Linked DNA regions of Gossypium hirsutum: all the other regions are linked to region 3. Evidence: chromatin contacts called from public Hi-C data. All regions are on one chromosome and are shown on one strand. The core of a region is the stretch at or near the end of the contact, and the rest is flanking DNA. Distances in the headings are between cores, read along the strand shown. Region 1 has its middle 14 kb from the start of LOC121218500. Region 2 holds the start of LOC107901490. Region 3 holds the start of LOC107895345 (K(+) efflux antiporter 6).

What was found. A called contact is a pair of places that touch in the nucleus more often than the background predicts.
Region 1: a Hi-C map of leaf shows a contact between it and region 3, with 1.6 times the contacts expected there. The contact joins the enhancer-like site here to the promoter of LOC107895345 in region 3. A contact is called at or near these places in 3 of 34 Hi-C or Micro-C datasets (all in leaf).
Region 2: a Hi-C map of leaf shows a contact between it and region 3, with 2.2 times the contacts expected there. The contact joins the promoter of LOC107901490 here to the promoter of LOC107895345 in region 3. A contact is called at or near these places in 3 of 34 Hi-C or Micro-C datasets (leaf and seedling).

The regions. Positions count from the first base shown.
Region 1 is chrD06:19,247,184-19,251,538 of Gossypium_hirsutum_v2.1, forward strand. No RefSeq gene overlaps it. Among protein-coding and RNA genes, the nearest start is that of LOC121218500, 14 kb to the right of the region's middle. Within about 2 kb of position 2,843, at least 9 of the 9 cell types and tissues checked have an H3K27ac peak or open chromatin away from gene starts, as enhancers often do. A contact at or near this core is called in leaf, where this site is marked.
Region 2 is chrD06:19,699,952-19,704,238 of Gossypium_hirsutum_v2.1, forward strand. LOC107901490 reads right to left here and starts at 2,314. Exons shown (of 3, transcript XR_005914778.1): 1 at 2,187-2,314; 2 at 1,045-1,866; 3 at 560-969. It overlaps LOC107901493 (serine hydroxymethyltransferase 3, chloroplastic), which reads right to left. Exons shown (of 11, transcript XM_016827527.2): 10 at 3,889-3,961; 11 at 3,251-3,784. The coding sequence ends at 3,510. It overlaps LOC121218973 (small nucleolar RNA R38), which reads right to left and starts at 2,057; the gene lies at 1,973-2,057.
Region 3 is chrD06:19,449,417-19,453,982 of Gossypium_hirsutum_v2.1, forward strand. LOC107895345 (K(+) efflux antiporter 6) reads left to right here and starts at 2,316. Exons shown (of 20, transcript XM_016820657.2): 1 at 2,316-2,873; 2 at 3,394-3,440; 3 at 3,524-3,582; 4 at 3,735-3,813; 5 at 3,892-3,953; 6 at 4,046-4,121; 7 at 4,227-4,301. The coding sequence starts at 2,612.

The DNA of each region.
Region 1 (4,355 bases), core at 1,593-4,092, 200 kb before region 3:
ACTATCATGTAGTGTAGGATGAAGAGAATTAAATATCCAAGAAAGCACCATTGAATTGCATTTAATCCATGCAGATTCCTCTTGTGCTCCAAATAATGGACGTGTAATGGATCCATCAACAAAGCCATATTTACTTTTGGCTTGCAAAGCATTTGTCATGGCATGACGCCATGTGGGGTAATTTTCTTCTTTTAGGAGACAAGTTACTAAAGATGCCCCTGGGTTGTCAAAAGCATGAAGGATATAGGGTGAAAATATTTCAAGGTTTGTTTGAGGGGTTTTTGAAGAACAGTCTTCTGTCATGGTTAAAAGAAAGAACTGGAATTCTAACCATACTCCAATACCATGATAAAATAAGAAAAAAAAAAGCTGTTGTATTTCTTGTATATCATTATAGAATAATAAGATGATTATATACAAGTAGGAGCTCCAATTAACTCGTAAGTCAAGGAAAATAATATGCATAAATAAGGAAAAGATATACATAAAATATTCTTGAGATTATGGGTCAATAGTCACATTTAGTGCCCTTTGTTAATAAGTTGCTTTAGCTTTAGTGTTAGCATAATTTTTAATACTCATGAACGATTGCAATGCCTATGATGCCAGTATAATTCCAAATATTTGTGAGTTATCATAATTTTTGTAAGAAGAAATACAAACAAATTTTTTTAAATCAAATTGACCTCGTCTACAACACAAAGACCTTACCATTGCTTTTCGTATCAAGCAAGCACATTTTATAACTTTCCTTTTGATTAGGGGTAATTGTTATACATAAATATTTTAATCACAATGTAGGTCCATAAAAAACCCTTGTATTTATCGGCCTTCAAGGGATTACAGCAAGGGGTCTCACTTTTTATAGGTTTTTTCTTCTTTTTAACAAATTTAACAAAAGAATTTTAATGGTATTAACTATTGGACTTGTATTTTTTAAATTCAAAAAATAAAACAACTAAATTTTTTGAAATAAAAGTTGAAAGACTATATTTTAAATGTATAATGAGTAAAAAAAACTTAAAAGAATATTTTAATTTTAATTTTTTTTCAAAATTAACTAAGCTCAAGCTAATTAAATAAAAATATTTTAAAATGATTTATTAATCTATACGTATTTGGAAAAAGATAACCGCATCATATTCAAATTGGTGTGTACCACTAGAGATGGTAGCTAAAACAATGAACGTATACTAATTTAAATTTTGATCTAAACGTAGGGTATAATTAATTATATTATAAAAATGGAAATAAACACTATGTTCATACTGTAATTTTGTAACATTTGACATTAAATTAAGATGACACATGTTCATATATACCTTTCTTTACAATTTAATCTCTCTTCTTGAAATCAATTTACTTACTTTTTTTTAAATTATGATGTTAGTCCTTATTAAATTTTAATTGTTACATTTAATTTTGAAATAACCGCTTATTAATAATGATGAATTTGAATAAAATTTTTAAAATAATTATTAAATTGAACTCTGTCCAATTATATTTTGAATAAATCATGTCGTTAATAAAAAAAGCTTTAAAAAATTTAGTTTATAGTTCTTTTAAGGCTGGTTTAAACATTTTTAAATGAATATAATTAATGTGGGACAAAATATCAAAATAAACACGTATCTTCTTTTACTTTTTCCATATTGGTTTTTATATTAATTAATTAAATTATTTAAAAATTTACAATAGTTACGATAATTTTTAACATGAATATATACATATTTAGTATATATTACTATTAATAATTACGGAATTACATTAAAAATCTTGAAATAAATATACACTTAAAAATTTGTTTTGTTAATTTAGTATCATATATAAAAATATATTTACCATCATTATAATATCATAAATGATGAATAAAGAAACATTCGATTTTAATTTTTATTTGTTAAAACTTACCAATTTTAAAAATTAATTTAAATTAACAAATAAATATATTTTAAAAGATATATACAACAAGTCCGTGCATCGCATCAAATAAAAAATTAGTAATGTATTTTATTAGGTTCTAGCTAAATAAGGAATAAGTATCTATGCTCACATTACAATTTTTAGACATGTCACACTTTCCATTTCAAGCACTTATTTCCATATTGGGTAAATGACCTTTTAATCTTTTAAGTTGTTTCATGCATTTTCGTTTAAATTTATTTTATATAGATTTTTATATATTAAATATAAAGTCTTACTTTCAAATTTTGCTTAGCTTTTAAGACTGGTAAATATTAAATTGTTAAGTTTAAATATAGTTAGAAAAAGGCACATATTAAAATAAAATTTATTTATTTTTCAAATATAATAAGAGTTAATTATATTCATTGAGGAAAAATAAATATAAAAATCGAGTATTAACAATTATAACATTAAAACAAATTAATTTAACAATATATAACACATAATCTATAAAAATATATTAATAATATGAGTGAGTATTTGATACACTCGCAGTATATTATTTTATTCCACAAGCGGCCTCACCCTTATATGACACTTCCAAATAATTTCTCTAATAACATTATTTAAACTATAATTAAGTAGTATTAATACTCAAACCATGATGGATTTTAGTATTATTCTAATATTAAATATCATTAATAGAATTTAAATACATTAATTTCTTCGATTTTTAAATAATTTTAAACAAAAATTAATATGCATCGTAAATGTAAGGTTTTATATATTTTTAAAATTGTATATTAAATTAACATAAATTACCAAAAGCAAAATTCTGACCACAAAAATGTAATGTTAACCTTCCAAACAAGGCCTTACCAACTCTATTGGTATACTGAACCAAAAGAAACCTTCTATTGCTATAATGTTGACAAATCATTGGGGCCCACTTTTTAGTCACCTCTTTCACTCTTTGCTCGCCGCGTCATCTCTCTTACACTTGCATCCTACGTGACATCTTCTCTTTATATTACGCGTTTCTCTCAAAAAGAAAAAGAAAACACGATGACGATAAGAGTGGGAGGGGGAGGGGGAGAAGGAGAAGAATCGAAGTCCCCGGAGGCTGAACTTTCCGGCGAATTTTCCGGGAATTTGAGCGTCTTGCTGGCGGAATCCGACGACGAAAGCGAGTTTTCCAACGAGGGTTCGGTCGAAAAAGAGAAACTGGAGGAGATAATGCAAGAGCTATACAAAGAGATAACAGTGACAAGCTCTTCTTACAACGCTTCGCCCACAGTAACTTCGTCTCTTCCGTTCTTTGGCGAGAGCTGCGGGGCTTCGATGTCTGACTCGTCGTCCAGTGTGATGGCTGGCATTGAGTTGGTGGCACCCACGAAGGAGTTATTGGTTATTGGGATGGGGTTTAACGATAACAAAAGTGTAATGGTAGATGAAGTAAAGGAAATGGACGTCTGTGATGATGATCAATGGCTGGCACGAGCTCTAGGCTGGGTGTCAATGGAACTTGAGGAGTCCCATCAGTGGAATTTGGCGTTCAGTGAGACCCCTTGGACTGTAGGGATGTGGTGTCCTTGGGAAGGGTGACTTGCATTAATTTAACCCTTTTTATTTGATTTTCACATGAGATACAACTCATACAACTAGTTTATCTTTAGGGTTTAGATATCTAAATCTGTCCTTAATTTTCATGTATCTCCTTTAAATTATGTAAGGGTTGGTTAGAGATGAGTATGGAGGGGGTGAGGTGGGAATTGTTCCCTTCACTTTTTATGTCATGCTTGCATAGCTGTTTAAAACACATATTGGTTATATCCATAACAACTTCACATTTTTCTTCACCCTTCTTTTACTAATGCTATTTTGATTTAATATTGTTAAATTATACTTTAGTATGTGCATAATATAAAAATAAAATATATTCATAATCTTTTGAGTTATAATTTTGTTTAATCTCTTTGAGAATGCTCCCAAGTTCTTGTAAGACCAAGATGAACTAGAGAACGACGAAGCTTGTCCTCTGGTTAATCCCAGAGAAAAGCAAGTGAACAAATCTAATAAAGGTGAATGAGAAAAGAGAGCCCTTTTTGAGGGGAAATTGCCGTCGATAAGATAAAGGTGGATTGGTATGCAACTACCTCCATTTACATTGCCGAATTTGTAGAGTTTTTGGTGCCCCAGGTCCATGGTGGTCCCTTAGGTTAAGGACCATGACCAAGTTTCCACTACCTCTTCGGTTCAGTGGTTTAGGGTTCCTACAGCTCCACTTTCCCCTTGTAATCATTATGGTGCTCGAATGCAGACGACCTTATGTAACTTCTGGATACCAAAGGGCTTCTAGGCCCTGTTTGAGCTGTTTCTCCCTTATCTTTTTATTTGGATTGTGTTGGTCTTGGGCTATGCCTTGAACTGGGTTCTTATGTGTCGTGGCT
Region 2 (4,287 bases), core at 1,064-3,563, 250 kb after region 3:
AGGTCCAGCCAGCCTTGGGCTTAAACTTGGACAAAAAATTAAACTCATTTTTTGATGAATTAGGCCTGAGCCTTATAATTGAGCTTAAAATTTTGTCATGACCCGACTCATAAATTGATCTAATCCAAATCCTTATTTTGATTTCACTCTATTTCTTTTTCATCTATTAATACCCTATTCATGTTTAATCACTATTCTCACCAAATTCTCCTTGCTAAATTAAATATATTCGTCACCAAGCAAGTCAGTACAAGTGCAAATTTTAGTGTGCCGCCAACGTGGAGTGCTCTAAGAAAAACAAGTTAAGGAGATACGATGGGTTAATCGGTTGACTAAGGGTGGGTTTGAATGAGTGGTGAGTTTACCTGCGGTTAGTATAAAAACAGTGATAACGGTGAGATTAAATACTGTAGTGATACTGTAGCGGGAGACAAAAAATAAACTAAACACATTGCATCGCACCGGACCCAATCGCCCATCCAAACTCACCCTAAATTTTAGTTGTATAATTGATCAGGATTAGCAAACCCTTAAGGAGAGACGACTAGGAAATGACATCTCCGGAATAGATGGGAAAGCTTCTCATTTCAACTGCCAACTCAACCTTAGTGTACTGTATAGTACGCCAATTACAACTGCTGAAGGAAGGTATGCCCTTGTTTGAAAATTACACAGAATCTAGAAAGTTTACAATAGGCAGTGCGTATGAGTTTTGGATTATAACAACGTTGGACGAGTGCAGAACCAGGAATGGTATTATCATGTATGGCTTGACAATAACCTCAACGACAAGAACTGGTACCCAAAACCCACAATACCCTGCCATCTCATCTTTGCCAAAACTTTTGACAGTCCTTGTAGGCTAGACAAATTTCTTGAACGTGCAACTACTGAGTAGCCTATCCTGTTAAGTTCTTGAGATGGAGGAAACCCAACCTTGGTGTAAAATAAACTCGGCAACGAGGAATCCTGGCATGGGAGGAGCTGAAGTTGTTATTAGGGATCACAATGGAAATTGGGTAAAAGGATCATATCGACACATACCACAGGCAACAAGCGTGGAAGCAGAACTCTGGACTTGGTATTATTAATATATATACAAGTAGAAGTAGATGCAACTGCTGTAATAAGTCACATTTCAAACACCATTACTTCAATGTGCAAGAATGCGGTGATGTAATTATTGTTTGTAGTGAAGCACCCTTACAACTAGCTTCCTTCTTGACAAATACCCGCAATCTGTAGCTCAAATAGAACAAATAGTTTCGATTTGAAAATTTTCGTGTGAGTAGTAATCAAAATAAACAAAAAAAATCAGCTCATGGAAGAGAATGAATCAAAATTTGCATTTCATGTAAAAACTTAATGCCTTGCGTTATACAACAATCATATTTAGCCTAAAACCCTCAAATTTCTGAAATTTGAAATTTAAAGTAACAAAGACTAAATTAAAACCAAAACCCCATTTATCAAAAACAACAATCACAATCAAATGGACAAAGTGGCGTACTTCCAGCATCAGATTTACTAATACCCAATTCTTCTTCAGTGTAAATTGCAAAACCATCTGCTGTCCTTTTCCAAGGCCCAGAAGAAGACTCATTGAATCCTCCTTCCCTGTTGGTTTCTCTACTCTTTTTACTCTTCTTTTTCGACGATTTGGGTTTTGAAATTTCATCGCCGTTCGGTTTCTCGGACCCTTTCGGGTCGGGTTTCTTCCTCTTTTTACCTGCAAATATCTCGTCGATTTCGTTACCAGCCACTTTAGAAGCTGAATTCTTCTGTTCTGGAACAGATTCTTCTTTTTTATTTTTTGCTTTTCTAGAAGGCGTCGTTGAAGAACCCTTCTTCGCCATTAGGTTGAATCTGCAACTTCAAAACAAAAAATTATAGCATACGAAGAACTAAAATCAACAAAAACGAAACTTGAAGAAATATTAAATATATTTATTAAAAGAAAAAATAATACGAATGTTGTGTCAGAGAACACATTATCAGCACTGGAAATCAGACAGGGATAACTGTAATAATATTAAATTTTCTCATCATTCACAACATCGTTTCAACAAAAGTTGTTTCAAGGAATCTTCGACGAATTAACGGATTAAATCCCGAAAAAAGAAAAACCCAGAGAAGGAAATATCTTCCTATGGATATAAAAAGTAATTATCACTGGTGCCTCCTACCTCGCAGTGAGATCCAAGAAGAGATTACGATATGGTTTTCCCCTAAACGGAAACAAAGAAGCAGAAACAAAACGAAGCGGAGGAGTGTGAGACTGAGTTTATTTGAAACCCTAAATTGGGTAAAAGATGATTATATATATGCCCTTTGTTTCGGGTTAAGGGTTTAAGGCTGGGCTTTCTCAAATGTTTGGGCTTTTTCTTATAAAATGGACCTTTTTTCTTTCGGCCTTCTTGTGAATGTAATATAGATTGTATGATTAAATTAATATTTAGGTACTCTTAATTTTTTTTTCTAATATTTAAGTCTAAGTTTGCTATCAGTTTCTATATTATTTGCATATTTAGCATTTTATATTTTATTATTTTAAAAATAATAATCTTTTTACTCTTAATTGAAGTCCAATAATTTCGACAAAAAAATTTAATTAAGTTGGATTAAGTAATATCCTTTTAGAAAATTGTTCCTGATAATTTTAAATAGTAATATATGATAAGTAGGAGTGCTCATGAGTCAGGTCGGATCAGGTTGCGTTTGGGTCAGATCCATGTAAGGTATTTAGATTAATTTTTTAAGCCCGGGTCTGGTTCGATCCAAAAATGAGTTTGCCCTTTTGCTCAAGCTTTTAATTTAAGAAAAGTAAACTCGGGCTTGACCCAACTTCCCATGTTTGATTTTTTTAGATTAATTTTTATTTAAATATAATATATAATATAATAAAAAATGTTAAAATAAAACTTTTCTAATTTTCATATTTAAAAACACTACTATAAATATAATAAATATCTTATTAAATTGAAAAACACAAATAAATCTAATAAATATTTTATTGTATTAAATATAATTTTAAAATTTTATATTTTTGAGTTGAACAAACCCCTCCATCTAAAATAAATAAATAAAAAATCTTTGAGGGCATTATCAATTAAATTTGAAATAAATATACTACATTCTAGGATTAAAAGTAAAAATATTAAATTTGAAATGCGTGACTAAGCGATCCACTTATAAATTTAAAATATTCTCAATTAAAAAAGTTAATTCTTTTTCCATGAAAATAGAATCATAATGAATTATTTATATTATGTATTAATATTGTAGAGAAAACGCATTTAAAGTGATAAAATTATTGCTGGTTGTCATCATAAACCAACGTTTAAGTCCTACGTTACTCATCCCCTTTCATCACTACATCTCAACACTTCTTCAAAAATTTTCATAAATCTATGGAAACATTCAAATATAAACCCAGAAATCAGTGTTGGATTTCACCATGTTATGATATAATAATGTTCCCAGGTCTCTCATTACTAATTAAATCTCACTCATACGCCGGGAATGGGAAACTGGGTGGTAAGTGCTTCGACTCTACTACAAAGATTGGACACCTTATCCGTCAACGGAAAATCAGGAGATGAGACAAACTTCAAGAACTCTTGGACCTTTGATCCAGAAGCTAATCCCTTAGCCTCAATAGTGATTTGCACGCCCTCATGGATGAAATCAGCAATAGCCGTGAATTCCTTTTCTGTAAATCCTCTGGTAGTCATTGCAGGCGATCCAATGCGAATGCCACCCGGCACAAGTGCACTCTTATCCCCTGCAAATTTTGAGACGTATCAAGGATTGGTATAAATACATATAAAAAGGGAAAAAAATTAATTATAAATGAATGGTAAAAAAGGGGAATAAGGAAGAACTTACCAGGCACCGAATTTTTGTTCAAGGTGATAGAGGCCATGTCAAGTATTTTCTCCACCCGAGCCCCATCAATACCCTGTTGCAGGAGAAGTTCATTGATATAAAGGAGGCAAAAGGAGTTTAGGGTGTCTACAAGAGAATAAGAAAAACATGAGATCCTACGCCTCTAGACTTGTCAATTGGGCAGATCAGGTTGGTTTTGATCAGGTTTATTTGGGTTTTTGAAATTTTAGGTTCGTCAGTTTAAGGTTCAAGTTATTTAGGTTGGGGCTATTTAGGGCTTTTTGGGCCAAGTTATTTTCGGTTCAGGTCAAATTCGAGTTCAGATCAATTTGTATTTGGGTTGAGTGGATTCAGATTGTTGACTTCTTATAGCCAAATTGTGTAAGGTTGGTCGAGTTG
Region 3 (4,566 bases), core at 1,066-3,565:
GATAACTTTGTCTTTTCCATTTCTTTTTAAGGAATTCAGGTCGACATTAGCTACAGATTAACATAAGCACAAAAATTCATCAATATACAATCAAATTCACACTCAATTGCAAATTTATATAAATTTTACATTTTATTCAATTTAGTCCCTAAAACCGAGACTATCATAACTTTCAATCTAGAACTCATATTTTCAATTCTTTTGCACTATATTCCAAATAGGACTTCCCGTTTCTCATTTCTAACACAAATTTTGCAATTTATGCATTTTAGTCCATGTTACATGAAGCTATCAAATAATTTTACAATTTAGTCATTTTTCACTCCTAAGCTTAAAATCTATCAATTTAATGCCTAAAACTTCAAAAATTCATCAATGACATCATTCTAAAACTTTAACAGTTTTGAAAAGTAACACATAGTTCAGCTAGATTAAGCTCCCGAGATTTTAAAAACATAAAAATTATAATAAAATGTCTAAATTACACTAACTAATTTAAAGCTTGAAATCTTAGAACCCTAGGTCGATTTTCACACTTCTTCTTCTTTACAATTTGGCATGGATGAATGGAAATGAGATGAGCTCTCTTTTTCTATCCACTAAGTTTGTTTGTTAAACTTTAAATCATTTTACGATTATTTATTAAATTACCCTTTTAGTCCTTCATAAATCCCATAGCTAGCTACGGTTCACCATCCTTAATAATGGTCATGGTCTAATTGCTAACTTGATCCTTATCCCATGTTTTTAATTACCACTTCTTTGGCAATTTGAACTTTTACTACTTTTAGAATTTAGTCCTTGTATCATAATTAATTACTAATTTGGCAAAATCACCAACTCAAAATTCCATTCACCTATAATTTACCTCCGTAAATATTTTACGGTTTACGAAAACGGAGTCTTGAAACCGTATTTTTTGATACCATTTGACTTTCGGGTTGTTACAACAATCAATCATCAATTCGACTAACAAAAAACCTAGTCTTTCATGCATGAATAAAGCATGTAGAGGTACACTATCACTACATCCAAGAAAAAGTACTTAACAATGAGATTGAAATGAAGCATATTAGTAGGGAATAACAAGTCACTGATTTGTTTATCAAAGGACTCAGCGAACCCAAGCTTGAAGAATTTCACAAACAACTCGGGATGGCCTTAAGGGCGATAGTAAATGAGAGAATTCGTTGAGGGGGAGTGTTGAAGTCATCTACTTCTCTCCCTCTCACTCGATCTTTCTATTTGTTTCTAGAGAAATTTAAAGTTTATCATCATCCTTAATCAAACTTATCTTTTAAGCTTATCCATATTAATCAATTTAATTAAAATAATAATATGTGCATGTATCTAGTTAAACCGACTAGGATAAACCAATATAGGAAAACTATAAATAGGCTAACATTTTTCATTTGTTGCATACATGAGTTGAGAATAAATAGTGAGCTATAAGCTCTCTTTAGAGTTTTGTTATGTTACATTTTTAGGCATCCAAGCTAGTTTTGTTTTCCTTTCAACTTAATCCCTTCGGTGGAGTGTGCCTCGTATTTTCGGACACTTTTAAGGCCTTATCGCAACTTGTATCGAGACAAGGACTTCAATATCGCAACACCAAAGTTAGCTGGTGATGTCACGACAAGAAGCTTCCCAACGTTACGATGATGGACAACGTTGTGACGATGCGAATGAGGACGTGTCGATGTGTTTCCCGCAAACACTGGGTTTCTTCTCCTAGTTAACCTCTACTATCTTTTCCAGTCGAACTCTGATTAGTCTAGCGATATTTTAGTCATGTTAGCCCACGAATTTCAGCCTATAAACGGGGCCTTAGTAACCCTAAAATTGATATTCTTCATATCTTTATCACATTAAATTTAAAGAGAAGATTAAGAGAGAGCTCTAAGAGATTTTCGTGTTTTAGCGGGAGAGCTTTATTTTTGGAGTTTAGGGTTTGTTTTTAGTTATCTCTATTTTGTACTCTTTCAGATTATTTGCTCATCTAGTGAAGTCTTGTTTGTCCATGGTTGTTTATCCTCTTCATTGGAGGTATTTTTCCACGTAAATATTTATGTCTAATTTTCTCTATTTCATTCTTATTCGTTGTTTATACAGATTGATCCCAATAACTCCCTTATTTTATTTAAATTATTTTATATTTGATACCTCGCTTCAACACAGGTTGCGGAAGCCCTGGCTTTGAGGAGAGCTTTGTACTGGTTGCAAGATAATTGTTGTCAATTAAATGGTGTTGAATAAAAAAATTTAAAAAAAAATGGAAACTTAATAACTTGCGGACAATATTATATTTTCGAAATCTTTGTAGCCTTAATTAATTACGACAAGTTGACTCCTGACCCGATCTGATGCTTTGTACTTACTTTACACCCTTTTTCTGTTTACCTTTTCTTTTTCCCAGTCTTTCTACATCTACTTCAACACCGTTTCCCCTCTGTTGCTTTTCTGTATATATAAATAATTTTTTCAATTTCAATCATTCACAGCCAAAAATCTCTCTTCATAGTTCTCTATTTCCAATAATTAATCGGACACACACACACACACAAAAAGAGAACTCTTCAAGTTCTTAACCTCCCCCGGCCGCCGTTTCCAAATGTTGAGAAAATCGAACTCCTCCGTTGAAATCCTTACTTTCTGTTTCTTCGTTTCTCTTTTTTGTTTGGCTTCCTTTTCACTCGCTCAGCGACAACAAGAACAACAACTCGCTGAACCGGATCGGTTCGACGATGACGACGAGGGAGGAAACGGCACCGTTTCGAATGCTTCTTCCATAGCTAAACCGAAGGACGGTACATTTGCCGCTATTATCGATCGTGCTCTAGAGAAGGAGTTCACTGAGAACGAACAAAATGAAGGTTTGTTTCTTGTTCTTTTTTTCTCCCTCTGGTTTTGCTTAGATTAGGGTTTAGATTTCAAATCCATGAATCAAAGGCTTAGCAGTGAAGTATACAACTTAGTCATACATTATACTTGTTTACTTCAACTTTGCTTGTTCTTTATATGCTGTAGCAATTAATTCTTGTTATTTTTATTTATTTTCTAAGGTTTTTAAGCGGGATCTATTGGTAGGTTATGGTTTTTGTTATCAATGGATGGTTTATAAGATCTTAAAGATTTAATAATAGTTTGTTTGCGTAAATTCCTGGAAATAGATTTGCTAATAGTTTCTTCTTTAAATTACAATTGTCAATTATGCTATAAATTCATCCTCATTTGCAGTGGATTATTCAACTTTGAAGGGGAAAAAATCAATGTTTGAAAGGTTTCTAAAAATGTTTAGCTCAAAATTAGACTGCCAGTATTTCCTTAACGGTATAAGCCCGATGGAAATTCAATTTCTGACTTTTTATCATGTTTCCTTTCTGTTGGTGGCAGTAAATGATGATGCTGGAAGTTTCAACAACAGTGTAGTAGAAAAGAAGGTTGGTGGTACTTATTCTTTTGAAAACTTTTCAGTTGGGAAAACTTGCTAGCTTATTCTTTTTCCTATGTGTATGCTTATCAGGCTGTTTTGGAAACCGTGGCCAGAGTGAAGACAAAGAAAAATGATACAAAAGAGGAAAAGTATGTGCTTCTCCTTACTTTAGCGTGTTTATAGAAGAGCATAATTTTGTATTTTGATGATCAAAAGTTTTGAACTATTCATACCATATCTTCTTCATAACTGCTTAGAGACATGTAGTAGTTTCCTCATGCCTTTTGCATCCTCCTTTTAGATCATTTCAACTCCATGACGTATTTAATCTAGAGAATGATAACAGAGCTGAAGATACACCTATGTTGATAGATCGGAAGGTTAGATTGGTTAATTTAAAACTTCACCTGGTGATATATTCCCATATTTAAAAATCTGAGATGCTGGCTTATTTTCAGGACAATGTCTTCATCATTTCTAATTTTAAATCAAAATATCCAGTGTTACAACTAGACTTAAGGTAACCCTTTTATTATCTTCATTTCATCAAAGTTGCTTTTTACATTCATCTAATAGGCTAATGTATTTTTTTTTTGTGCTTATGCTCTGCAGACTAATATCAGATTTGGTAGTTGTCATTGTCTCTGCAACTTGTGGTGGCATTGCATTTGCTTGTGCTGGACAACCGGTCTGATTGTATTGATATAAGCCTATATATTCTTTGTCTTTAAGCCCCTCTAGAGTGTCTTGGATTACTAATTTCCTATATGTTTTCTTGTTACATATTTTACAGGTCATTACTGGATATTTGTTAGCAGGATCTCTTATTGGACCTGGGGGTTTTAACTTTGTCAGTGAAATGGTGCAAGTATGTTGTATATTTCATTAAAAAAAATTTACCATCAACATTTATAGCTTATTTATTAAACCCTTTGTAACTGCTCTGAATGATGGTTTCTTGATCATAATGCTATTGTTCACTCTTTTTCATGGAGCCTTATTATGAAAAATGAGTGTTGTTTCTAATTTGTGTTCCTTCATCTCATTTAATCTAGTTATTATGATTATTTTAGAGTTCATCTGAAGCCTAAAACAAACCACAGCTCTTAGTGATTTGTTTGTTCTGAAATCTA